7 separate regions of the Sus scrofa genome follow, and regions 2, 3, 4, 5, 6 and 7 are each linked to region 1. The links are chromatin contacts, called in public HiChIP or PLAC-seq and promoter capture Hi-C maps. All regions are on one chromosome and are shown on one strand. Each heading gives the region's core, a stretch centred on a gene start, on an enhancer-like site or on the middle of the called end of the contact. The rest is flanking DNA. Distances are from core to core; before and after follow the strand shown. Region 1 holds the start of APIP (methylthioribulose-1-phosphate dehydratase). Region 2 holds the start of SLC1A2 (excitatory amino acid transporter 2). Region 3 has its middle 7.6 kb from the start of ABTB2. Region 4 overlaps SLC1A2 (excitatory amino acid transporter 2). Region 5 holds the start of CAT (catalase). Region 6 holds the start of ELF5 (E74 like ETS transcription factor 5). Region 7 has its middle 27 kb from the start of EHF.

The links. Promoter capture Hi-C pulls out the DNA fragments that hold promoters and counts their contacts. HiChIP or PLAC-seq counts read pairs in DNA pulled down with a chosen protein or histone mark.
Region 2: a contact with region 1 is called in an H3K27ac HiChIP or PLAC-seq map of alveolar macrophages. The contact joins the promoter of SLC1A2 here to the promoter of APIP in region 1. A contact is called at or near these places in 1 of 5 promoter capture datasets (liver), 5 of 47 Hi-C or Micro-C datasets (blood, brain, embryonic fibroblasts and 2 more) and 2 of 2 datasets of contacts at active chromatin or transcription factors (alveolar macrophages and skeletal muscle).
Region 3: a contact with region 1 is called in a promoter capture Hi-C map of liver, with 5 times the contacts expected there. The contact joins the enhancer-like site here to the promoter of APIP in region 1. A contact is called at or near these places in 1 of 5 promoter capture datasets (liver) and 6 of 47 Hi-C or Micro-C datasets (embryonic fibroblasts, heart right ventricle, mesenteric adipose tissue and 3 more).
Region 4: an H3K27ac HiChIP or PLAC-seq map of alveolar macrophages shows a contact between it and region 1. The contact joins the enhancer-like site here to the promoter of APIP in region 1. A contact is called at or near these places in 5 of 5 promoter capture datasets (fetal liver, fetal skeletal muscle, liver and 1 more), 27 of 47 Hi-C or Micro-C datasets (adipose tissue, alveolar macrophages, blood and 16 more) and 2 of 2 datasets of contacts at active chromatin or transcription factors (alveolar macrophages and skeletal muscle).
Region 5: a contact with region 1 is called in an H3K27ac HiChIP or PLAC-seq map of alveolar macrophages. The contact joins the promoter of CAT here to the promoter of APIP in region 1. A contact is called at or near these places in 1 of 5 promoter capture datasets (liver) and 1 of 2 datasets of contacts at active chromatin or transcription factors (alveolar macrophages).
Region 6: an H3K27ac HiChIP or PLAC-seq map of alveolar macrophages shows a contact between it and region 1. The contact joins the promoter of ELF5 here to the promoter of APIP in region 1. A contact is called at or near these places in 2 of 5 promoter capture datasets (fetal liver and liver), 13 of 47 Hi-C or Micro-C datasets (alveolar macrophages, embryonic fibroblasts, epiblast stem cells and 8 more) and 2 of 2 datasets of contacts at active chromatin or transcription factors (alveolar macrophages and skeletal muscle).
Region 7: an H3K27ac HiChIP or PLAC-seq map of alveolar macrophages shows a contact between it and region 1. The contact joins the enhancer-like site here to the promoter of APIP in region 1. A contact is called at or near these places in 3 of 5 promoter capture datasets (fetal liver, fetal skeletal muscle and liver), 23 of 47 Hi-C or Micro-C datasets (alveolar macrophages, blood, brain and 14 more) and 2 of 2 datasets of contacts at active chromatin or transcription factors (alveolar macrophages and skeletal muscle).

What each region holds. Positions count from the first base shown.
Region 1 is chr2:26,093,235-26,096,935 of Sscrofa11.1, reverse strand. APIP (methylthioribulose-1-phosphate dehydratase) reads right to left here and starts at 1,916. Exons shown (of 8, transcript XM_003122870.3): 1 at 1,661-1,916. The coding sequence starts at 1,717. PDHX (pyruvate dehydrogenase protein X component, mitochondrial) reads left to right here and starts at 2,041. Exons shown (of 13, transcript XM_003122869.4): 1 at 2,041-2,243. The coding sequence starts at 2,090.
Region 2 is chr2:25,601,993-25,605,693 of Sscrofa11.1, reverse strand. It overlaps SLC1A2 (excitatory amino acid transporter 2), which reads right to left and starts at 1,802. Exons shown (of 11, transcript XM_003480708.4): 1 at 115-1,802. The coding sequence starts at 131.
Region 3 is chr2:26,570,094-26,573,794 of Sscrofa11.1, reverse strand. No RefSeq gene overlaps it. Among named protein-coding and RNA genes, the nearest start is that of ABTB2, 7.6 kb to the left of the region's middle. Within about 2 kb of position 1,639, at least 1 of the 83 cell types and tissues checked has an H3K27ac peak or open chromatin away from gene starts, as enhancers often do. A contact at or near this core is called in liver, where this site is marked.
Region 4 is chr2:25,631,551-25,635,251 of Sscrofa11.1, reverse strand. All of the region lies in intron 1 of SLC1A2 (excitatory amino acid transporter 2), which reads right to left. The region is part of intron 1 of LOC110259680 (a long non-coding RNA gene); the gene reads right to left. Among named protein-coding and RNA genes, the nearest start is that of SLC1A2, 30 kb to the right of the region's middle. Within about 2 kb of position 1,596, at least 9 of the 83 cell types and tissues checked have an H3K27ac peak or open chromatin away from gene starts, as enhancers often do. A contact at or near this core is called in alveolar macrophages and liver, where this site is marked.
Region 5 is chr2:26,532,216-26,535,916 of Sscrofa11.1, reverse strand. It overlaps CAT (catalase), which reads left to right and starts at 2,036. Exons shown (of 13, transcript NM_214301.2): 1 at 2,036-2,212. The coding sequence starts at 2,147.
Region 6 is chr2:26,454,999-26,458,699 of Sscrofa11.1, reverse strand. It overlaps ELF5 (E74 like ETS transcription factor 5), which reads right to left and starts at 1,646. Exons shown (of 7, transcript NM_001243711.1): 1 at 1,563-1,646. All of the region lies in intron 2 of LOC106509379 (a long non-coding RNA gene), which reads left to right.
Region 7 is chr2:26,365,389-26,369,089 of Sscrofa11.1, reverse strand. No RefSeq gene overlaps it. Among named protein-coding and RNA genes, the nearest start is that of EHF, 27 kb to the right of the region's middle. Within about 2 kb of position 1,964, at least 2 of the 83 cell types and tissues checked have an H3K27ac peak or open chromatin away from gene starts, as enhancers often do. A contact at or near this core is called in alveolar macrophages, where this site is marked.

The sequences.
Region 1 (3,701 bases), core at 667-3,166:
GTAGTTCTGATTGGACCCGTAGCCTGGAATCTCCATATGCCATGCATGCAGTGTGTGCAGCCCTAAAAAAAAAAAAAGTTAAATAGAAAGGATGGACTTTGGGTAAGAAAACTGAAGGAAAGGAAGGCTTCAAGGAATTCCAAGTTTTCAGTTGGCTGAGCAGCTAAGTGGTTAGTGATGCGGTCATAAATATTTGAGTGCCTACCATGCATCAAGCACATCCTGGAAGTTCAGCCATGAATAAGACAAAGTCTCCGCACTGAAGGAATTTATACTCTAGGAAGCAGTTTTAAAAAAGTGATGTTGACTGAAAAAAAAAGGCACAGTGTGAGTCATGAGTTAAATTTTATTTGAGGCAAAATGAGGCCTGGGAGACAGCCTCTCAGCGCCGAGGGAGGAACTGCTAGAAGCGGGGGGGGGGAGTTCAGTATATATGTGATTTGGGGAAGGTGGATACCTGAAATCAAGCACCTGCTTCTGCAGAGGATTTCACTAATCATGAGGAGCAGATGGCACCATTAATGATCTTACTGCTCTTCTAGATATGAGAAGACACAAGAAATTGGGGTCATAAAATCTCCTGAAAATATCTAACTATCAGAAGGCCTAGTCTGCCAGTTTTTCACAGAACACAGAGTGCCTCATTCCTGATCTCCCTGGCCTTCTTTCAAGAGTGTGCTGAAGGTCAGCGGCTGACTGCAGCGGCTAATGACCTAAACCTTGTGGAGGCAGCGGGTGGGTGACAATTTTTAGTTGGCAGTGAAAAGAGGAATAAATACGTAAATTGTAATAAGTGAGAGGAAGAAAACAAGTGACTTTGCTCATCTCTGGAAAGTCATTTATTCACAGAAATACTGGCTGATAAGTTTTTCCTAATAAAATCTGCCACCTTTTACTTTTTAATTGGGACCTTCTGCCCCAAGGAAGAATAACAGGAGGAATAAAGAATCAGGTCGTGATTTGAGGGGGAATTCCCAGTCTCTTCAGCAGCGCTTCTCACTTGTAATGGTTTACTGGTCTAGCTCTCCTCCAGAACCCAGGCCATTGTCTTAATTACCACCCTGAGCACATGGGTGTTCCATAAATTGTTGGCATGCAGAAGTGAATGAAAAGTTATGTGCAGCCCGAGGGTGGAATCTTCCTGTGACTTCTGCTTAAGGAAAAATCCTTCCTAGATCATCCCACAACCAATCTAAACAGAAGCAGGCAAAGAGCAACTTGCGCAGAGAAAGTGCCAGCTACTGAACAGATCCGGCTCGGGGACGTTTCCCAAGTACCTACTACGCGCCAAATGTCAGGCTGGTCGCCAGGGCGCAGAAGAGCTCATAGTCTGAGCTCCGTTTCACCCGCGGCTTCACGTTTCCCCGGTCTTCATGAGAAGTTACTTTGAAATACACACTTAATACCGCTCTCCTCCGTTATTTTTCCTTATTCAAGGTTTGGTGCCCAGCTCCTGTCTCCAGAGAACCCCAGCCGGTGGAGCAAAGACCTCAGCGGGAGCCGGGGACTTAGGTCAGCACCCGCAGCGGAAACCGCGGTGCGCGAGGGTCCCGTTGGGTCCGGCCCGAAACCCCACCCCGCCCGCGCCTAGCTTCCGCCGCCGAGCCCCGCAGGCGCCTCGCTTCCAGGGAATAGAAGGCGCCGGCGGCCCCGCCCCTACCTGCGCGAGGCATTGCCGCGAGCTACAGTCTCCCTCTGGAGCGTGACAGCCAGACATGGCCGGGAGCAGAGGTACCCGCGCCCTCCGGTCTTCGCAAGGCTTTGCTCCCGGCCCTCAGTTGGGGCTAACACGGCGAGGCCAGAAATGCAATCAGGCGGTGTGGAGGGCAGTCCGGAGGCGGGGCGGACAAGACGAAAGGCGGGTCCGGGAGGGCCTCGCTGACCGGAGGCCCAACCGCGCAGCCTCATGACCGGGAGGCGAGGCCAACGAGTTTGGAGGCGGAGCTAGAAGAGCTGCTTGATTCCTGCGGTTTACGAGTCGCGGGCGTCCAGGGGGCGTGTCCAACGGGGTGGGAGGCGGGGCCTTGTAGGGCCTTGATGACTGGGCGAACAGGCTGTGCTGAGGGCAGCCCGCGAGAAGGCTGGGAAGATGGCGGCCTCCTGGAGGCTAGGCTGTGACCCGCGGGTGATGCGTTGCCTCCTGGGCTTTGGCAACTGCCCGGGGCTGGTGAAGGGAGCTGCTGGATGGTCTCTCGGCCGCGGAGCTAGTTGGAGATGGTATCACAGCACGCAGTCTCTTTGGGGTGAGTGGCCGGGACGCGCTCAGCTCCTCTGTGCATCTGAGCAACGGGCCTGGGGCAGGGGCTTTTTGATTAAGGGCCTGCACCTGGGTGTGGAGGTGCCCGGAGCCTCCCCGCTCCCTTGGCTTTGTCTCGGGGAGGGTTCTGCTGACTTGGCCTCGTGCATGCCGCAAAGGGTTTTTTGGAAGCTAGGAGAATTTGACTCCGTTCCCTGGCCTCCTGGTTGGTATGGCTTCTCCGTGACCTTGCCTTGGATTTGGGGTTGTGCGGCCTCTCTCAAGCCCCTTCCTAGTCATTGTTAGTTTCCTTTAGAGTTGTCAAGTTGCCCAAGTTTGCTGAGATTTAGACGTCACGTTAGTGGTTTTTATTCATTGTTTTCACCCTTGTCTACTGGAAGATCTTAGAGGCCAGCGGGGTTGCCTCACGCGAGTACTGGTAAAGGACTCAATTTGTAAATGTCTAGGCATCATAGGCATAGGTCCGGAAAAATGTTTTATGCGAAACATGGCTTGAAAGAGTGGAAATTTAGGGGGAGAAGCTTACCAAGAAGTGTCGACTTAAAGCCAGGCCGCCCAAGTGTTGTGAGTTTTAAGTTTTATTCAGAATATGAGTGAGGATTTTAGCCTGGGAGACAGCCGCTCTGCAGAGGTAGAGAAGCCAGATTGTATGTGAATTTTTTGGCTAGGAGATAAATGCGGTTAGGCATACAGGTTGATAAAAGATTACTGCTAATCACAAAGAGCAGATATCTCAGGTTAATGGTTTTAGTATTTTTCTATGAATGGGAAGATATAAGAATTCAGGATCATTAAAATTCTTCTTGAAATGTGTTTCGAATTATCTAAGGGCCTCTTTATCCAAAACACCCAGTGCTTCATCCTGAATTCCTCTCAGGTTGCACTGTCTGTCGCTGGGCAACTGCAGTGGGTTATGATTTAACCCTTGTAGAACTGGATTTGCCATTGAAATTCTTCATTGTTTACAAAACTTATTGTTGAAAGTTGTCTTTAAGTAGTGATATTGACAGAGCTAACACAATTCCTACGGTGTTTAATGGTATATACTGTAGTGTGCCCTGCATTATTTTTCTTTACATGAGGATGGGGGTGGGGCGGATTTTGAGTGTGATGTATTTTCTGCCAGTCTTTAGTCACTCCTCCGCAGGATGAATTGTAATATGAAAAATTAGGTGCAGTAGGCATTGCCCACATATTCTGAAGCTCAGAACAGAAGAATATTTACACAAAGTTACAGGGTATGATGAGTGCGCTGAGATTTTATGATCCTGTAATGAGAACAGTTTATTTCAATTTTTTCTACTTAATGTTTAAAAAATACCTCTTGGAGCAGTGGGTTTTTTTGTTTTGTTTTGTTTGTTTTTAACTGTGTTTACAATTTACTGTCTTCCCTTCCTCCAGTTTGTTAAATATTGAACTTTCTACAGCTCCCAGAGATTCTGTC
Region 2 (3,701 bases), core at 553-3,052, 490 kb after region 1:
CACCATCTCCGAGGCCGGGCGCCGGCGTCTCTCGGTTCTCATCCCGGATAAGGGACCACCACCCCGCACGCACACCTCCCCCTTCCCTGCGAGTAGAGAGAAAAGCCCCCTTACCCTTCCGTGGATGCCATGGCTCGGGGAACGCCCCCTCCTCTTCTGCAAGGTCCGGCTGCGGCGGACGAGGAGCGACCGGGTGCCGGGGGAGCGCACGAGTGTGGCGGAGCGCGGTATTTAAGGGGGAACCTCTCCCCGCCCTTCCACCCGCCTCCTGGGTAAGCCCTTTAGCGCCTCAGGGGGCGCGGGAGGCTCCAGCCGGCGCTAAGCCGCGTCTCCGCTCTCCGCTGCGCGCGTCCTGCGCTCCCTCCGCCGGCTCCGGTAGTGCCTTGCTGGGTGCTTTGCAGGCTCGGAGGGTGGTTTCCCCCAAGAGAGAGGCGCCGCCTCCGGGACTGCGCGCAGGGACGACCTGCCGCCGCTGCCACCTGTGTTTGGTGTGGGGCGCTTCGAGTGGCGGAGCGCGGGCTCGTGGGGGGTGGGAGGGCGGCGAGTGCGGTAGGTGTGCAAGGGAACGTGTGTGTGCGTGCGTGCGTGCGCGCGTGTGCGGTGGGTGTGAACGCCGGGGGAGGCGGTGGAGGTCGCTGCGCCCTGGCTCAGCGCCGGCCGGGGAGGGGTTGCAAGGTTTAGCCCCGCTGGAGCTGGGGATTTGCGGGCGATCCCTCTCTATTTTAGTAGAGAGCTGACATCACCAGCGCCTCTGCTTCGGGAGACTCCTTTAACTGCCGCCCCCTCGCCCCCCAGCTCCAGCCGCGGTCCCTCCTCCGCCATCCCGCCCCCGCCCCCGCCCAGCCTCTCGCCATAAACTAGCCAAATAAGAAGCCCCGCTGGTCTCCTGGGAAGGCCTGGGCCGCCGGTGGCAGGAGCCCAGGATCTAAGGAGTCGCTATTGTTTCCTCTCAAGCCCGCGTGGCCCGGGGTCACCCGGCTGTGGGTAAAACGCAAGCCAAGGCGTGAAGACCTGGGATGCCCCTCCGTCCCCGCCTCCCTCGAGCAGCCCCCAGCGCTACGCCTCACTCCTTGGCACACTTGCTCAGACTCACATTACTCCCAAGCTCATCCTCACAGGCTGCACACCCGCCCCAACTTCCCACGTCCTGGGTACCAGGCCCCGCGGAACCCGAGCGGCCGAAGCTTTTGAGTAGCGCGGCCACAACACAGCCCAGCCGGGCGCCCTCCCCCACCGCGGCCCGAATAAATCTCTGGCCTTCAATTATGCATGGGGATTAATATTAATGCAGTTCCCTAGGGGCCGCTGGCGGGGTGCTGGGGAGGCCGCAGTTTTTTTTTTTTTAAGCCGAGGGAGGTCGGCCTCGGGGGCGCTGGCGGAGAAGGCGCGGAGCGATGGCGAGGCAAGCGGAGAGGAAGGGTTTCCACCCACTCGGCTCCGTTTGCCGTCGGCTTCTGTGCCCCGGGGGCGGCGCGCGGAGACAGATGGGCTCGGTCAAGGGAGGATTGGAGCTTCCCCGCCGGCTTTGCATAATAATGACGAAATCCGTGCAGGTTTTATTATCTCTGGGACAAGGCGGACACCTCCAGCTCCACCACTTCCCCACGCTGCGACCTACGGGGAGAGAAAGACTCACTTTCCTCGTCTGGAAAATGGGGCCAAATTAACCCCCTTTGCTGGGCCGAAGTGAAAATTAAAAGGGCTCTCTCTTGAGAGAAAGAGATCTGCAAAGTGTCAGCGCGCCGATGTCAGTGCGGCAAGCCAGTCCCTTAGAACCTGCGGGGCTCCTCTGGGCAGGGTCTGAGATACGGGTATCGTCCTCCGTCGCCGCCTCCCTAGTCTTATTCCCAGAAAGAGGCGCTTTCCAGCTCTGAGGCTTTTTCGAAGACCGAATGCAGCAGCGGGCCACGTAGAAGCTCGCGGAGTTTATCCTGGGGACTGTGCCAGGGAAGCCCGAGTCCCAGCAGGGCGCGCGCGGCTTCGTGGTGAAGTGCCGACTGCTGCTATCCGAAAGCCTTAGTTCTTCACCTTCCCCTGGAGTAATCCGGGAGGAAATTCCTCAATTTCTTTTCATCCCATCTGCAAAATGGGAGTACCGTTCCCAACCTCTCAGTGCTGAAAAAAAGAAATGAAATGTAAAAGGTACGCAAATCTCTTCCACTAGAGGCTGGCACCCGGTAAATGGCTATGTTTGGGAACCTTGACATCCCATCCAATGCTTTCGAAACATTTGCATTCAGCTGCCCTTAAAGAGGCGGCCTGTTAAATTATGTGGAATATGCCACAGATAATTCTGGATAATAATCATTAGCTAGAAGGAACCGATTTCTTTTTCCTCGCTCCAGAGGGTCTTCATTTTTCAAGCAAATTGGAGCAGTGCTTTTCAGTACTAACTGCACATTAAAATATAATGAGAAAGTTTCTTTCAAAACAATAATGCCCAGGCCACCTTCCCAGATCTGGGTTCCGTCCGTCTGGAGCAGGGCTCTGACTCAGGGTTTGTATTTTTTGTTTGTTTGTTTTTCACTTCCCCATGTGATTTTTATCCTGCTGTGCAGCCAGCATCAGGAAGCACAGGAGGAGAAATGGTTCAGAAACACAGCCTCCAAGAGTAGTTGAAGCAAACTGGTGTGTTTAGCCTTTGGAAAGACAAAAGGAAGATACAGCTGGGATTCAGTCTCTAGCCTGGGAAATTCCATATGCCATGGGTGCAGCCATAAAAAAAAATACAGTAAAAAATAAATAAAAATTAAATAATGCCACCTCATGGTTGCTGTGAAGTTAAATAAGATAGCTAATGTGTAGGAAGGGCTTAGTTCTGAGCCTCGCACATCTTGGGTGCTCAATAAAGGGTCATCCTAGACATGTGGGAGCAGCACCATCCACCCCATTTAATTTCCCACTGAGCCCACATGAAAATCTAGCCTCCCCTAAAGCTGCCTAGAGGATGACCCCCTTAATTCTTCTCCGTCTTCACCACAAACTACAAATCTCCCAGCCCACATTAAGTCAATAAAGCTCTGGTATGAGGACAGAATGAAGTCAACCCCACAAGTCAGCAGGAACATTTTGGAATTTCCTAGTATCTCTCAGTGTCCTCCAGGGATTCTGTGATTATGGCTAAAGCAGAAGGAATGGGATGCTCTGACATTTGCATATAGATTTACCTTTCTTAAGTCTCACTCACAGGATCTCAAACTTAGGATGAATAAAAACTACTCTGCAGGACTAAATGCAAAGAAATAAACTGTATCATACCTTGCTAGGTGACTTGGGGGTGTTCAAAGTTCATTTTTACTCTGAGGGATTTTTTTCCTTTTTGCTTTATTGATTGTTGACTTAAGGACTAATCCAAGCTCTGAGAAGTGGTTTACCACAGCTGAATCAAGGTAATGTTTCAGCTAGGACCTCTGGTAGTTATTATATTACCCTAACATTTCCTGGGTTCTTACTCCATGTTCAAAGTACCTTAATACATGTGTGTGTGTATATATATACACACACACATATACATGTCCTCGTTTGATTTTTTTTTTTTTTTGTCTTTTTGCATTTTCTAGGGCCGCTCCCACGGCATATGGAGATTCCCAGGCTAGGGGTCGAATCGGAGCTACAGCTGCCGGCCTACACCAGAGCCACTGCAACACCAGATCCGAGCCACATCTGCGACCTACACCACAGCTCATGGCAACGCCGGATCC
Region 3 (3,701 bases), core at 390-2,889, 480 kb before region 1:
ACCATATATAGAACTACCCTATGACCCAGCAGTCCCTTGGGCATATATCCAAACAAAACTTCCTTTGAAAAAGATATATGCACCCATATGTTCATGGCAGCACTATTCACAATAGCCAAGACATGGAAACAACCTAAATGTCCATCGATTGATGAATGGATTAAGAAGATGTGGTGGGAGTTCCCATTGTGGCACAGTGGTTAAAGAATCTGACTGGGAACCATGAGGTTGCGGGTTCAGTCCCTGCCCTTGTTCAGTGGGTTAAGGATCCGGCGTTGCCAGGAGCTGTGGTGTGGGTCGCAGACACGGCTCGGATCCCGCGTTGCTGTGGCTCTGGTGTAGGCCGGTGGCTACGGCTCCAATTGGACCCCTAGCCTGGGAACCTCCATGTGCCGTAGAAGCGGCCCAAAGAAATGGCGAAAAGACAAAAAAAAAAAAAAAAAAAGATGTGGTATATATATACACAGTGGAATACTGCTCAGCCATAAAAAGAACAGAAGAATGTCATTTGCAGTAACACGCATGGAACTAGAGACTCTCATACTGAGTGAAGTCAAGTCAGAAAAAGACAAATACCATGTGATATCATTTATATCTGGAAACTAATATATGGCACAAATGAACCTTTCCACAGAAAAGAAACTCAAGGACATGGAGAACAGACTTGTAGTTGCCAAGAGGGAGGGGGGAGGGGAGGGGGAGGGAGTGGGATGGACTGGGAATCTGGGGTTAATAGATGCAAACAGTTGCCTTTGGAATGGATAAGCAATAAGATCCTGCTGGATAGCACTGGGAACTGTATCTAGTTACTTATGATGGAGCATGATAATGTGAAGAAAAAAAGAATGTATACATACATGCGTGACTGGGTCACCTTTGCTGAAAATTGACAGAACACTGTAAACAAGCCATAGTGGAAAAAAATAAAAATCATTTTAAAAAACAATGTGTGGAATTTATTTGTAACTTGTGGTTTTTTTAAATCAATAAACATTTGGCCTTACAAAATCATTAAAAATTGGGAACACTGGATATTTGCTATTAGGAAATCATTGTTAGTTTTTTAGTGTGGTTGTGTTTATGAAATGTTCTTATCTTTTAGAGACACTTACTGGAATGTGTTTTGTACTTTTCACCATTAAGAACGAAAGAAAAATCTTTATGGGAACATCTGGCAAAGGGGCTAGAAAGTTATGAAAGACAATTAAGTTTGTGGATCTCCTGCCTTTCACATATTCCCCAAAGCCTTTCATAATCCATTTGAGGCCTGGAGGTACAAAGTAAACCTACCGTGTTTCCATGTTTTTTGTGTGATAGCAGAGAAAGAAAAAGAGGAAGAAAGAAATAGCAGACAAGAGACAATGAACTATCCTAAAAACAAACCAACTGGTTGATTTCAGTTCATCTTTGGGGAAGTTGGCAAGTGGAAGGAACTACAAAATTTTGGATGAAGAATGGACATGGCTTCTATATATTGTATGTGTGTTTAATTAAGGCAATCTGGTAGTAATATGTTTAATCTTAGGCATACAAATTATATTGGAAAAAGAGAAAGTGTTCCCATTTTCTCAGCTCAGGCATGGTCCAAAAACAATCTTTGTAGAAAAGCAACTCTCATGTAGCTGGACAAGGTAAAAAGAACATGATGAAACCATAGCAAATATTGGGAGAATTCCCAGTGGAGTGAGCAATTAAAGAACAGATCTGGGATTGCCTCTGCAAAACTATAAGGGAGGAACTTGAAATGCAGGAACTTTACCTTGAGCAAAGTCTCATTTATTATCCAATTTCTTACAAAATCAAAAATGGTCTGAAAGTTAGGAGATGAAATACCATAGAATTTATCTTGAAAATGAAGGGGTTAATAATCCCAACTACAAAAGTACAGACAGAACCATCTTATGGGAAAGGTAGATTATGACCTTGACTTTGGAGAATGATCAAGTTTTGATTTAGTTTGTGGATTGTGTTTGGTACATTCTTTCCACAACATTTATCAAATGCCTATTGAGTCTGGAACTGTGCTACATACTGTGCAGGTGAGTTAGACAAGGTCCCTGCCATTAAAAAACAAAACAAAACAAAAAACATGGCAGGAGTTCCTTTGGGGTGAGGCTGGTTAAGGATCCTGTGTTGTCACTGCAGCGGCTCAGGTCACAGTTGTAGTGCAGGTTTGATCCCTGTCCTGGGAACTTCCTCATGTCAAAAGAAAAAAAAGTGTCGAGGAGTTTCTTTCATGGCTCAGTGGTTAACAATACCGACTAGGAACCATGAGCTTCCAGGTTTGATCCCTGGCCTTGCTCAGTGGATTAAGGATCCTGTATTGCCTTGAGTTGTGGTATAGGTTGCAGACGTGGCTCGGATCTGGTGTGGCTGTGGCGTAGGCCAGTGGCTATAACTCCAATTTGACTCCTAGACTGGAAACATCCATATGCTGCAGATGCAGCCCTAAAAAGGAAAAAAAAAAAAAAAGGCAAAAGAAAGTGCCAATGGTGTGGAAATTGAGGTAATCCTTCTGCCCATGCAACCCTGGGTAGCCCATTCCTGACACAGGTGCTGTTTTCTGGACCTCAAAGCTAAAGATACATACAAATAAACAGAAATCAACACACGGATATAGAAAACAAACTTATAGTTACCAAAGAGAAAAGGTGGGGAAGATGATAAATGAGGAATTTGGGTTAAAATAGACACATGACTATATAAAAATAGATCATCAACAAGGAAGAACCTACTGTAAAGCACAGGGAACTCTACTCAATATTTTGTAATAACCTATAAGGGAAAGGAATCTGAAAAAGAATATATATATATATAACAATTACTTTGCTGTACACCTGAAAGGAACACATTTTAAATCAACTACACTTCTATTTTAAAAATTGTGTTCCTGTACATGAGAGCGCCAAAATATTTCAAATAAAAAGTTTTACTTGTAGGGAGTTCCCGTCGTGGTGCGTCGGAAACGAATCCAACTAGGAACCATGAGGTTGCAGGTTCAATCCCTGGCCTCGCTCAGTGAGTCAAGGATCCAGAGTTGCCATGAGTTGTGGTATAGGTCGCAGATGCGGCTCAGATTGGTGTTGCTGTGGCTGTGGCGTAGGCTGGCAGCTACAACTCTGATTAGACCCTTAGTCTGGGAACCTCCATATGCCACAGGTGCAACCCTAAAAAAAAAGTTCTACTTGTAAACAAAAAATAATAGGGGAGTTCCTGCTGTGGCACAGTGGAAACAAATCCAACTAGTAACAATGAAGTTGTGGGTTTGATCCCTGGCCTCTCTTAGTAGGTTAAGGATCCAGTGTTGGCTTTCAAACTGTGGTGTGGGTCACAGAGGTGGTTCGGATCCTTTGTTGCTGTGGCTGTGGTGTAGGCAGGCAGCTGCAGCTCCGATTGGACCCCTAGGCTGGGACTTCCATATGCTGCAGGTGCAGTCCTAAAAAACAAATTAAAAAAGAAAAAGTAATAAAGAGACATACAGATCATTTGAAATGAAGAGATGCCCAGATAACTAAGGGGGAAAAAGTACAGTTCCCCAAAGCATGTTCTGCAGAATAGTCTCATGAGTGGTCTGTGAAAAAGGATTCAGTGGTTAAGTTTGGCAAAATTTGCATTCTGGTTCTCCTTCTAGGTATATTCATGATGCAAAATTTTATTTAAGACTGCTTTTATGTATTTATTTTTTCTTGTCTTGCAGACAC
Region 4 (3,701 bases), core at 347-2,846, 460 kb after region 1:
AAATGGGCTCAAAATGACCTCGTCTGAGAAGCTTTTCCATGGCAAATGGGTCGTGCTTCTTGTTAAAATAAAAACAAGGACAGGAGTTCCCGTCGTGGCTCAGTGGTTTATGAATCCGAATAGGAACCATGAGGTTGTGGGTTTGATCCTTGCCCTTGCTCAGTGGGTTAAGGATCTGGCGTTGCCGTGAGCTGTGGTGCAGATCACAGAACCGGCTTGGATCACGCATTGCTGTGGCTGTGGTGCACGCCGGTGGCTACAGCTCAGATTGGACCCCTAGCCTGGGAACCTCCATATGCCATGGGAGCAGCCCAGGAAAATGGCAAAAAAGAAAAAAAAGAAACAAACAAACAAAAAAAACCCAAACAAGGACAGCCATTTCTATCTCAATAAGTTGCAAACATATACTTCCTGACGTTCTCGGCTTCCAGTGGCCTCCCCGCTCTCTCCCGTGGAATTTGTATACGAATTTGTGGCTGGTCAACCAAACACCATGGATGGCTGTCTTTTTTGTTGTTGTTGTTGTTGTTGTTGTTGCTATTTCTTGGGCCGCTCCCGCGGCATATGGAGGTTCCCAGGCTAGGGGTCGAATCGGAGCTGTAGCCACCAGCCTACGCCAGGGCCACAGCAACGCGGGATCCGAGCCGCGTCTGCAACCTACACCACAGCTCACGGCAACGCCGGATCCTTAACCCACTGAGCAAGGGCAGGGACCGAACCCGCAACCTCATGGTTCCTAGTCGGATTCGTTAACCACTGCGCCACGACGGGAACTCCCTGGATGGCTGTCTTAATTTCTGGGAAGGATTATCTGAGCAGGAATGGGTCAACCCTTTCTGGGAATGAGAGAAAGTGCTCGTTTAAAGCATCTTGCTTCTGGAAAAGTGACTCAGAGAGGCACTCAGCCTTGTAAGCACCTGAAATGCCAGGAAAACAGACTTTTTGGCCACTGAAGAGGATCTCATGCAAATGGCTGGCTCATTCAGGTCTTTCCCTGTGGACGGAGGCTGAGAAGCAAGCACCCCCCCACCACCACCAACTTTCCCAGCACTGCAACCTCACTCTCCCTACCAGAGTCATACAACCTTCCCCTTAGAACAACCTGTGTGTTTACTGATAAACAGTCCTGGACGAGCTCATTAATAATTTACTCTGGGAGTTTCCACTGTGGCTCAGCAGAAACACACCCAACCAGCATCCATGAGGATGCAGGTGTGATCCATGGCCCGGTTCAGTTGGTTAAGGATCCGGTGTTGCTGTGGCTGTGGTGTAGGCTGGCAGCGACAGCTCCAATTCAACCCTTAGCCTGGGAACCTCCATATGCCGCACCTGTGGCCCCAAATCTGCACCCCCCCCCAAAAAAAAACAAAACAAAAAAATAAATAATTTACTCTGGATAATGGGCAGGAGAGGGTTTGGCAGTCATGGCAACAACTCAAAGTCCTTATTTGTCGTGGTTTATTTTTAAGTATCAGAAAAAGAGGCCATTTTTTCCTCTAACATCGAATTCCTGATGGAAACTGGATATGTGTGAGAATGAGATGGGAACGGGTGGAGAAAAGATATCTTAAAAATGCAGTCATTAAATATCAGGACAGGAAAATAACTGAAAGAAAGCATTTCTTGGCCTTACACTGCACCCTTCTGGAAGGAAGAAGAAGTGAAAAAACTACATCATTTCTATACTCAACTTCGCTCTATTATTATGAAAACATATTCATATCAAAAATTCAGATATAAAAGCATTTTTCCACACTTAAACTATTTTATCTTAATATACATTTCCCCAACTAATCTTTACTACAAACTTATGAGGCTAAAATTATTATCTCCATTTTATGGACAAGGAAGCTGAGCCTTAGAGACCATGGCTAAGTTTTACCGCCCAGATGCTGTGCAGGCAGGATTTGTACCCAAGTCAGCCTGAATCCAAAATCTGTGTTTTTTTCTACATCCCAGTCCTGTAGGAAAGGAAGAAAACTGAACCCAACCAGGAGGGGGATATTTCAGAATTTATTTCAGGAAAATGGACCTTAAATACTTTTTACTATACAAGTTATTTAAAATGTCTTTCATCACACAGCTAACGAGGGATTGGGTGTGCAGGGGTTAAATTTTATCAATGTCCTATTTTTTTTTTTTTTTTGTCTCTTTAGGGTTGCACCTGTGGTATATGGAGGTTCCCAGACTAGGGGTCTAATCAGAGCTACAGGTGCCAGCCTACACCACAGCCACAGCAACGCCAGATCCGAGCTGCATCTGTGACCTACACCACAGCTCATGGCAACGTCAGATCCTTAACCTGCTGAGCGAGGCCAGGGATGAAACCCGCAACCTCATGGTTCCTAGTCAGATTTGTTTCCACTGTGTCGCAACGGGAACTCCCTCAATTTCCTATTTTCATTTCTTATGAAGTTATGAACCAAATGCAACAACATGCTCTCCTCCGCTTCCTCTGACACACCTCCTCTGACACACTCCTCCGCTTCTTAGACACACTTGGAAAGACAACTCTCCTTCTGGATCATGCACTGCTAGAGCACCAGAGCCTGAACCTACTTCACTTTTGGTTTTGAATGTTCAGAAAAATGTGCGGAAGAATCAATGAAAGAATCAAGACGGGCATTTCTATCATGACTCAGTGGTTAACGAATCCGACTAGGAACCATGAGGTTGCGGGTTCGATCCCTGGCTTTGCTCAGCAGGTTAAGGGTCCGGCGTTGCCGTGAGCTGTGGTGTGGGTCTCAGATGGGGCTTGGATCCCACTTTGCTGTGGCTCTGGCATAGGCTGGCGGCTACAGCTCCGAATGGACCCCTAGCCTGGAAACCTCCATATGCCACAGGCGCGGCAAAAAGACAAAAAAAAAAAAAAAAAAAAGAATCAAGAAGAGAAGGAACGACTTCAACACAGTATCTCTTTAACTTTTGTTTCTTATATTCCAAAGTTCCAAGCAAAATACCTCGTGACACTTAAGTCACCAGGTGAGTTGGCCCAGGTGTCCATCCACATGCACAGGTGGACACGTGAAGCAGGAGCTGTTCCTGAGCTGGACCCAAGGCTGGTCTCATTTTTACCCTGAAGCACGGCTCCTGTCTGGGATCTTGATTATGCATGCCACCTCTCGGGTTTCTGTTCACTATCTGTAAAATGAGGATCCTTTGAAACTAAGCATAGCGATAATAAAGTCAAACTTTTAAAAGTTGAGAATTCTGATTTGTATTTTTGAAGTGGTCAGCCTGACATTTAGTAACTGGTTTGACTGGTTTTACACATGTCACGTGGTCAATGGATAGCTTTGGCACAGCCCTGGCAAAGCTGCTAACGCCTCAGCCTGATTTTATTTATTTATTTATTTATTTTTGCTTTTATTTACAGCCACACCTGTGGCATATGGAAGCTCCCAGGCTTAAGGGTCAAATTGGAGCTACAGCTGCCATCCCAAACCACAGCCACAGCAACTCCAGATCCAAGTGGCATCTGCGACCTACACCACAGCTCACGGCAATGTCAGATCCTTAACCCAGTGAGCAAGGCCGGAGATCAAACCCTTGTCCTCATAAATACTAGTCAGGTTCGTTACCGCTGAGCCACGACAGGAACTCCTCATTTAGCCTGATTTAAAAAAACAACTTGATTTTCATCTGTCAATCAGTCAATTTCAAGCATGTTTGACAATGACCCACAGGAAGAAATATAGCCG
Region 5 (3,701 bases), core at 787-3,286, 440 kb before region 1:
ACAAAAGGGTTTAAAATAAGGAATCATATGCATCAGTGGGTACAGGAGCTGAGATTTACATCAAACCACTGAGGAAATCTTGTACATTATTGAATACTTGAAAATTCTCAATGGGCACTGTGCTTTTCTTTCTTTTCTTTTTTTCTTTTATGGCAAGAAATAGACTTATTGAGATAGGATGCTTGTGAGAGACGCAAGTGGGCAGGCACGGAATCTCTGCCTGTGCTTTTCTTTCTTGCCGTAGGGTTTTCTAACAGTTCCGGTGATCATAATGTGACTTGGCAAAAATCTTTGGTAGCCTTCCCTAACTCCATTCACTTATAATTAAACCTGAAAGACTTGTCCTCATGCAAATAACGTTATAAACAGTGGTTTGATTTCCAGTCCTATCAACAAAAATCTTTTTTTTTCCCATACAGATGTGACCAGAGTCCTAACAGTATGCTAACATTTCAAAGACAAGCACAAGCATAAAAAGTGATATGAATCCAGAAGTAAAGGAAAAGAGCAACAGTCGTTTTGGAATAAGGCAACCCCTGACCAAACAAAGATGAAAACAACCGAGGGAAGGGACGATGTGAAGGATAAATGTGATGCCCTATGAGGGGAGGTTCACAGAGGGGAAGGAAGATCTATGATGTGGCCTCAGGATGAGAAGCTGTAGGGGTCCAGATCTCTGTGAGGTTTAGGATCCCATTTCTTCCAGCTTTATTACACCAAGGCAACTGTCTCAAACTTTGCAGACAATCTCTCTAGCTGGGGATGAGCAAGTCTTCCTTTCAAACTTCATCTATCTAAGCATCTTGACAATATTACAAAATATATTGTTATTTTACCTATGAAAATGCACTGCTCCAACCTCTCAAAAATTAGCCACATTAACTTGTTGACATATTCTAGACTCTAGGCCAGCCTGTCTATGAATAAATAGTGGGCCTGAGCATCTTAGTTAATTATTCTACAGCAGGAGCAAGCCAACCTCTCTTGATGTTTGTTTATACTCTGTCATGGTGGGAAGAACTTCATTGACCTTTATCGTCTTTTTGTTGTGAAGATTAACTGATATAGTCTGGCAAACATCTAGCAGTGTCCAGCACATAGTAATAACTCAAAAGAAGGGAAACTTTTAAGCCAAAAAGGGAATCTAAAAGGCTGAAATTTCTTCTTACGGATTTTAGACTGCGTCCATGTTTCACATCTTTTCTTTTTTTTTTTTTTCCTTTTTAGGGCCATGCTCTTGGCATATGAGAGTTGCATTGGTGGAATCGGTGGAATCGGAGCTATAGCTGCCTGCCTGTGCCACAGCCATAGCAACTTGGGCTCCAAGCGGGATCTGTGACCTACACCACAGCTCACGGCAATGGTGGATCCTTAACCCATTGAGCGAGGCCAGGGATAGAACTCTCATCCTCATGGATCCTAGTCGGGATCATTAACCACTGAGCCACTAGGGAGCTCCCTGTGGTTTTTTTTTTTTTTAAGGTACATTTTTCTGTGCACAATCTGTAACAGAAAAAAATGATGTAACATTTGAGGATATAACTACTGGTTATACTTAAATGCAGAATCAATGTTTGCATTTATTCCAAATTGCATCAATCTTTCAGGTTGTAAACAATATTAACATTAGAGCATGACAAAACTACATTTTGAACAGAAGAAACTCAACCCAGGATTCCTGGGTTTTTGTTTGTTTCGGTTTTTTTGAGCTGAGAGCGTATTTACAGACTTCAAAGCCCCACCCAGCAGGGCCTAAGCGTTCCCTCAAACAAAACTGGCACGCCACCAACCGCCGCGTCCCAGGGCACCCTGAAGGATGCTGATAAGCTGAAGGGAGAGTCAAGTTCGGGTACTGGAGGCCATGCTTAGTTCTTTAACCCTGCGGTTCTGGGGTCGCAGGGGCGGGGCCCACCTTCTTTTCCCACCTCTCCCCTCCAGGAGTCCCAGGTCTTCACCCCACCCCATTTGACTACCAATCCCATCCCGCCTGGAGCTCGAGCGGCCAATCAGGAGGCGGCCCTGCCGACGGGGCGGGACGAGGAGGCGGGGCTGAGTGACTGAGTCCGAAGTCGTCTACTTCAGGCGCAGGGCCGGAGACCGGCGAGTGGAGGCTGCCTGCAACGTTCTGTAAGGCTAGTCGGACACCATGGCGGACAACCGGGATCCAGCCAGTGACCAGATGAAGCATTGGAAGGAGCAGCGGGCCGCGCAGGTACACCCTGCGCTCTCCGAGCGGGCCACGCAGAAAGCTCGGCGCTGGGGAGTAACGGCTCCTGCCTCCCAGCGCTGCGGTTCCGGGGTAGCTGTACCACGATCACGGGCGGGAGGTGGTGGTGCTGCCTTTCGGTCTGAATGGACTGTTACATTCGCCGACAGGAGGGGAGAGGGTTCTGCGGCGGGAGGCCCCCAGCCTGCAGGATTTGCAATCGGCCGCAGGGCGCGGGTGGTTTGGCTCATAACTTTGCGCTTTTGCCAGCTGGGACAGAGGTCGCGGCTTGAGGCGGGAGTGAAGGCTCATGGGGAAAGAGGCAGAGAGCTGCAGCTGCAAGAAAGGAAGCGAGGGGGGAAGTGGGAACGGTTCCAGCTTTGCCCTTGCACAAACAGTAAGTACCAGCTTTCATAGTTTCGGGGTGCCGTGGGTCAGGGATTGTGTTTTATCACCTTCATGTCCTCAGCACCGTACACACAGCATTTAACGACTGCATTAAAAGATTTTTGCTTCAAGACTTCTTTCGCATTTAAAAAACAGCAAGCCTAGCATTTTAGAGCTAGAAGCAACCTTAGGAATTGATGAACGCTTTTATTCACGCATATGCTTTGAGTGCCAGCATGCGCTGGACGCTGTGCTGGGATGAGGGGCGCATATTCCAATGGAATATGTTAGTTAGAAGTTCAAAGTCTAGTCGGGAGACAAGGCAGATAAACAGATGATTACCTTCCAGCGCGCTGCGGGCTCTAATATAGGCCATCTGTAAAGTTTAAAGGGAGTGACCACCTGGGCTGGCAGGCTTCTCAGAGCAGGTGACATCTGAATAAGAGCTTTAAAGGTGAGTAGGATTTCAGACCAGTGGTGGTGAGCCAGGCCTTCCTGACCTGTACCCAGGGGTGCAGAGCCCTACAGGGTGTCTGCAGAGGTCGGATGGGATGAGGGCAGGTGTGTTTTGAGTCTTTTGTGTGTGTGTGTGTGTGCATGTCTTTTTAGAGCTGCACCCATGGCACATGGAGGTTCCCAAGGCCAGAGGTCCAGTCGGAGTTCCAGCTGCCAGCCTACACCACAGCCACAACCATGCCAGATCTGAGCTGCATCTGTGACCCACATCACAGCTCACGGCAATGCCAGATCCTCAACCCACTGATCGAGGCCAGGGATCAAACCCGAGTTCCCATGGACACCAGTCGGGCTCGTTAACCGCTGAGCCACGAAGGGAGCTCCTGTTTTGAGCCTTCTTTTGTCAGATTGGCCCAAAGAGTCTGAGGGACTCTTGCCCAGTTCCCATGGTAGCTGATTAAGGGCAGAGAGAGGGAGGACTAAAGGCATGGTTTTCTCATCTTTCCAGTACTCTTTCGTAAAACCAGGTTAGCTTTCATGAACTAGGTTATTAATACTGAGCGTGTGTGGATGCCTTAGAGTTCCCTGTGTGCGAGAAGGCTACCATTCTCTTCTAAGGGCCTGGAAAATCTCTTTTCTCATTTTGTCCTTT
Region 6 (3,701 bases), core at 397-2,896, 360 kb before region 1:
TTGTTCTTCTGGGAGAAACCAGAGCAGCTGTGAGAGAGGACTTGCTGATGACTTGCCAAGGGATTCCTCCTCTTTCTTTGGCTGGTGCAGGATGTTTCATTGTTTCTCAGAAGGTGCAGCAGAAGGCTCCTTGGAGGTATGCCGTAGAGTTTACTGTGAGCTCCGATACAGAGCTCACGGGGTTCGGATTAAATCCATCAGGGTTTGAATCCTACCTCTGCCACCCACAAGGCAAGGGATGTGGGGCACATTTCTCACTACTCAGTCTGCTGAAACTTTATTTTTTATTCTTTATTTTTGTTTCATAGAGGGTGTGATATGTGAAAGTCCGTGATGCTCTCTGAGCTCATCTCTAAAGTGCCTCATCTCTAAAAAGGGGATTTTAATGTGCAAGTCTTTGGATGTCTGAAGGATTTAACAAAATTAGATAATAGATGTAGATGAGTGGGCAGAATACCTATGTCCATTCCCCTCGGGGGGGGGGAACAATTGTCGTCAATATATCTAAAAAGTATAGACTTCTCAGGCGACTTCTGAGAAAAGAAGACACCCGATCTGTGAAAACTCCTTCAGAGAGCACCTTGAATCACCAAAAAAAAAAAAACAACAAAAAAAAACACTCTCATAGAGAACATGGGGACAAAGAATGAAACTTTCACTGGGGGCGGGGGCAAACATCTCCCCCCACTCCCGCCCTGGGTCTTTAAACTAGACTAAAACATGAAGCTATCTTCCTAAATCATGTTACCTTTCTAGGCCCCAGCTTCTTACCTGTAAAGCGAAGAGGTTGTCGCTAATGATCTCTGACAACCTTCCCAGTTGGTAAAATTCTAGGCACATGGAAACGTGTCCCCCCCCCCGGCCCCCGCTTCATCTGGAGATGGGAGCATGTGCTACTGGTGGCCGCCAGCAGGGGGCGGATGCACAAGAATCCCTTGCACTGCCAAGTCTTTGAATAAACACAGTGGAAAAACCCTAACCATTGCTTCTCTGGAAGCATTCTAAACGGAGGTGGGGTGAGAGGGCAGAATGGGTTTCCTTTAAGCTATTTTAGGTACAAGACAATTTCCAGAAAAATGCCCCAAAATATGATAAGACAGCTATCTTCTCTGTTTTAAGAGTGGGCATGAGCAGGCCAATGGGAAAAAGAGGAGTTTCAGGCAGGAGGAGGTGGGCTTTCCTTGAAGCTGAGTTTTTTTTTTTTTTTTTTTTTTTTTTTTTTTTTTGCTGTAAAATCCAGCCTTCCTTCCTAAGATTAGTTTTAGAAAGGCTAGTGAATGGAGTGCCTGTATGCATTCTTAGTTCCCCTTGGTTTAATCAAGTGATCCAGAGAGAGTTGGGGCTACTGAGGAGGGGTGGGTAGCTACACAGCCTGAGGAGGCAAAATGTCTCTCAGGCAGGCAGTTAAATCAGTCACACAGCTCCCGGCAGGGATGGTACTTGATGGAAATGGCAGGAGGGCCAGCGAAGCAATTGAGCTGGGAACAGACCGACAGACCCAGAGCCTCTAAGCCCTGACACCCCTTACAATTCATCCAAAAGAGCAAAGAAAAGGTGCTTACGTGAGGACAGCGGTGCTGGGTCCAAAGAGGAGGTTTTCAAGGCAAGAGAAGGCAGGCTCTCCCAGCACCGGCGTACAGTGAAAATAAAGGCACCTGTAGCCTTGTGATATAAGTAACACCTACAGACAGGTCCGTTTGGTTTTTCAGGTTTATGCACAGCCCCTTTGATGACGGTGACATGCAGTGTGACACGGCTCCTTGGAGGGGGGAATGGTTCTCACACGCAGAAAGTTTACCTTTATCCTGCTTTTGTGCCCAGCTCACACACCCCCTCCCCCTCCCCATCCCCCTCCCCTGACCCTGGGGGAATCAGTAAACAAGCTGAGAATTCTTGCCTCTGGGAGCTTTGAGGGATCCTGCATTGGCTGAGAACTCTTGGGCAAGCTGGACGGGAAATTCTGGAATCCAGCTGTGGTGCAGACCCCCTCCTGGGCTGGGGGAGCCTGTGATTTTGTATGATTTTTCAGCCTCCGCCCTGCCTCTCCTCCCCAGCCTGGCAAGATAGAAGGCAGGATGGGGCCCTGGTTAAGAACACAGACGTTGCAGCTAGAGGACTTTGAATTCAAATGCCAGGTACATCCTTTTCTAGTCATGTCACCTTGCATCACTTGCCAGTAACAGGACTTATCCACTGGGTGCTATGAGGGTCATATGAAATCTTTCAGGTGAAGTACCGAGCAATCCCTTTGTTTCATTCTTACAGCGCTTTCTCTGATAGAGCCTGTTAATCAGAAACCCCTTCTCCACCGTTTCCTCCAGCCTCATGCCTCACAACCAGATAAAGGGAGTCATCAGCTGGTAGAGCCAGTGCTTGGCCTTGCTTCTACTTTTTCACTCAAAACATACCAGACCATCAGTCGCCTTAACTTATGCCACTTTGAACCTCTCTGAACATAAAGAGCCATGTGGTACTTGCTTTCTTCCCCTCCTCTTTACAGAGAAAGAGGTTTAGCGCCTTCATCAGGGGCCCACAGCTACTAGACCTGGGTCTGATTTGGATGCCCGCTCTCAGGTGTCTTGCTGAGGACGACCTGCTGCCCTGTAACAGCAGAAGCGTGACCTAACTTAGGCTGAAAAGTAGAGCGTTCCTGGTGGCCTACAGGACAGCCCTGACAGCCCTCTGCCTTTTCACCCTCTGCTTCCGGCTCTTCTGGGCAGCCAGGAGCTTGTGTCCAAACAGCAAACTCCAGCCTTTGCAGTGAAGGCAGGGACTGGTTTGTTAGGTTTTCTTGGGAACACTGGGCACGGGTGCAAACACACAAATACAAACACATACCATCTGGAGAAACAAAAGGCAGTTCATGAGAGGACTCAGGTGTCATCATGGAAAAATTGTTGAAGAAAGATAAGGGGATCACCTAGGCTACTGACTTGATGTGTAACCTCAGGCAAATTGGGTAACTTCTCTGGGCTTCGTTTCCCCAGTGGTAAGACTAGGAAGTTGGGTTAGAAGGGGCATTTTCAAATTGTGCTTAAGGAACCCCAGGGATTCCCTGGAACCGTCCTCAGGGCTGCTGGGGTGAGAGGATGGGAGGGGAGGTCTCTCCTCCCTGACTCAGTAAGAGCATCTCAGCTTTTATACAGATCTTCAGGGTAAGATTTCATTTGCACAAAAGAATCCACACTTAAAAAAGCGTTTGCAAAGAACTGGATTAGACGGTCTTTGAGAATCTTTTAAGCTCTAAAATTCTGTGACTTGCCTCTTCCTTCTTGGTGTCTAAGGGACAAGATGGTCCTACACAGTTTCCCACTGTTGGCCACCTTCCCACATTGCCTCTGGTTTTGGAAAGGCTTCTTAGGTCTGTATCTGCACACATGATGTTCTTCTCAGCAGAGTGGTTTTCATGGAAAACATCTTATTCTGTTCTTGTGTTTAGCAAAGAGTCTTTTGGAGCAATGACATTTGTTTCTGTGCTGTCTTGGTTCAACTATTTCAGAGCAAAAAAAAAAAAAAAATTTCTGGCAGTGGATGTGTGTGATAACAAACTCTGTGTGTCTCATGGTCCTGACTGCATAATGCAGCCTATCTGGGTGCCTGTGTGGGAAATTATGGGCTTCTGGGCTAGTGGATAAAAGGGGGGTGATTAAGATAAAACCAGAATAAAAGAGGAATTTGACTCTAATTAAGTCTAATAATCA
Region 7 (3,701 bases), core at 715-3,214, 270 kb before region 1:
AAAAGGAGATACTATAAATTCCAGGATTGCTGTAGATGTTAAATGAGATGATGTATGTAAGGTGCCTGGCATAATTTCTGCCAGGTGTTCAATAAATACCATTGATGATGATGAAAATGGCTGCCATTAATGCCCTTCCAACTAGCTGCCCACCCTTGTTCCAGAAGCTTCTTCATGACCATTGTGAGGCACTTTAGAATCTCTGAACCCACCTATTTAAAACCCAGTTATCCCAAGGGTCCTGCCATTTCTACCTGTTGGTAGAATGACCCTTTTTTTCTCTGGATGACCCTCATTCTCCATATCTCCATTCCATATTTTGCCAGACTCCAGAATTTAAGTAGTGAATTCTCAGGGCTTCAGGAGCTGTGGTCTATGATGACTTTACTGCCCATGCCCAATAAATGTTCAATGAATAAACGAGAGCCAATAAAACGATTAAAAACAAGAGTAAAAAGTATCCTTATATGCGCTTTAGATCTTAAAATGCTTACCTATTTAGGCTGTTCAGAGTCAAACATGTGTCTAATAAAGATTTTACAAAGAGCTTTGGATTGGCATGACCGAAAAAAGAAGGGAGGTCCTGGTGCCCATCAGTGGGAGGCCACATGGACCAGAAGTCTTGCATCTCCAGGGCTGATAGAGTCCAAGAAAAGACACTGGTGTCTTAGGAAACATACTTCCTATCAGAGAAAGGATACCAGAAATGGAAAAGGGAGGAAGGAGGAGAACTCTCAAGGGCATCTCCTGCCAGGAATAGGATTGTGACTCTGCCACAGAATGGCTCTTAAAAAGTGATATCCGGAGTTCCTCTTGTGGCTCAGTGTATTACAACCTAACTACTATCCATGAGGATGCAAGTTCAATCCCTGGTCTCACTCAGTGGATTAAGGATCTCGTGTTGCAGTGAACTGTGAGCTGTGGAGTAGGCTGGCAGCTGCAGCTCCCTTTCAACCCCTAGCCTGGGAACTTCCATACACTGCAAAAAAAAAAGTGATATCAGACCACCTTTATGATGTTCTAGCAGCTAAATGGAGCCCTAAGAAAGGCCACAGTGACTATCAATCCCACCGGCATCTGCCTGTCACATGGCCTGATATGCCGCAATTAGGATTTCTTTTCTTTGGGTTAACAAGTAAGTTCTAGAAACTTCTTATTCTATATCCTCAACCTTTGGATTACCTCTTGATTATAAATGTGTAAAAACTACAACTTATTATTTTTTCTCTTTTATTACAAAGAGATTCATATTCATCAATATCTGGAAAAAAAAAGACAAGCTAAATAGGAAAATAAATTCAGCTCATAATGTAATTACCCAGAGATAGCTCTTATTAAAATTTAGGCATTCCCTTTTGCCTAAACTTTTTTTTTTTTTTTTTTTTGGTGAAATTGAATAGAACACAATTTAACTATTTCATTCATAGTTAATTTTTTTAATGTAGAAAATCTTTTCCCAAACTATGAAGAACTTGCCCCTATTTTCTTCTAAAAGCTTTATACAGTGGAGCCTTTCAGATAAGGTTGGGAATCCACCTGGAATTGATTTCTGTGTATGGTGTGAGGTAAAGACAAGTTTTATTTTTCCACCCAAATGGATATCCAGATGTATCAATACCATTCTTTCTTTACTACTCTGCAACTTCATTTCTGTATTGAAAAATCAGTTGTCTACACAGGGGTGGCTTTCTTTCTGGGTGCTCTTTTGTTCCAATAGTCTGTCTCTCTATTGAACAAGATAGGATGGGCTATGTTTTGTTTTAGTAACAGACAACCCCAGCATCTCATGGCTTTACATATTAAGTTATTTCTTCTTCCTCAGCAGGTCACTGGTGATGCAGGATATGCATCAGGGCAGCCATCCTTCATGAAGTGAAATGGCTGCATCATCAGGAGCACTCTTCATCCAGAGAAGAGAGGCAGAGGTTACATGCCGAGGTTTTTGCTGACTCAGTGTGAAAACGTCATCCATCATTCACTTCCTCTTACAGCTCGTTTGCCGGAACTAGTTACAGAGTTATACTCACCAGTAAGGTACCATGAAGTGCTGTCTGCCATGTGCCTGGAAGGGGAGGATACCCAGATATTGGAAAACACTAGTGATATCTACCTCCATCCATATCCTTGAATGAAAATGGCAGTCTTAACTACTCTACTACGGTAATAAGACTCAACACCCAGTAGAGCAAGTCCTTCAACCCTGGGTTTCCTCTTCAAGCAGGTCTTGACTCGTCTTGGACCTTGGCAATTTCATATAAATTTTAGAAAGTGTTCATTAAGTTCTTTAAAATATCCCGTTGGGACTTTTTATTGATGCTAGAGCTCATTTAGGGAGAATTGCTATTTAAAATTTTGAGTGTTCAAATTCAGTAACATAAAATTTCTCTCCTTTAATTCTCTCAATAATGGATGTTTTGTACAGAGGTCTTGGACACTTTCTGTTAGATTTTTCCCTAGATTTCTTTTGACATTTTTAATGCTAATGTAAATGTTATCTTTAATTTTTTTTCAGTTTATGAAAAATTGTGGTTGGTGAATGGAAATTTAATTCATTTTTCTGTGTTGACTTTATATCTAGTGACCCTGAAACTTTCTTAGTATCTAAAAGTGATATGCAGATTTCCACGGATTTTCTATGTAGGTGATAATGTAATTAACCCACACATATTCACAATTTTATGTCTTGGCTGTGGCTTTCATTTCTTTTCCTTGCTTTGCTGTGTGGGACACAGGACATGTCATGATAGTGAGGGCCCTGTTTCTTCACAACCTCAGAAAGGACATTTTCCAGGTTTCATTTTTAAATGTATTAGTTGTCATAAGTTTCAGAGCAGATACTACTTACCAGATTACTTCAGTGACCCCTTTTTTCTAGCTTCTACGATTTTTAATAACATATGTTGAATTTTACCAAATGTTTTTTTCTGCATCTATTGAGATGACTATATGACTTTTCTCTCCTTTTTTTTTTTTTTTTTTTTTTTTTTTTTTTTTTGTCTTTTTGCCTTTTCTAGGGCCGCTTCCCATGGCATATGGAGGTTCCCAGGCTAGGGGTCGAATCGGAGCTGTAGTCACCAGCCTATGCCACAGCCACGGCAATGCCAGATCTGAGCCAGGTCTGCAACCTGTGCCACAACTCACAGCAACGCCGGATCTTTAACCCACTGAGAAAGGCCAGGGATAGAACCTGTGTCCTCATGGGTGCTAGTCAAATTCCTTTTCCCTGAGCCATGACAGGAACTCCAATATTTCATTCTTTTTTATGGCTAATATTCCATTGTTTATATATACCACATCTTCTTAAGTCAATTGAGTTGTTTCCACCCTCCTTTCATCTGTTAAGGTGGCAAATTACATTGGTTTTCTGATGTTAATGCAGCATTTCCTCTAGCATTCTGGAATAAGCCAAAGGTGGACAGGATGTGTTTCCTTTTTGGGTTTTTTTGGCCCCGCCTATGGCATGGGGAACTTCCTGGGCTTGGGACCGAATCTGTGCCACAGCAGCAACCTGAGCCACGACAGTGACATAACCAGATCCTTGACCTGCTGTGCCATAAGGGGAACTCCTGTGTTTCCTTTTTATACCTTACTTGTTTGGCTTGCTAGTATTTTATTTAGGATTTTTTCACATGTTCATGAGTAAAACTGGACTGTGATTTTCTTTTTCATACTGTTCTTATTGGGTTTTGGTATTAAGATTA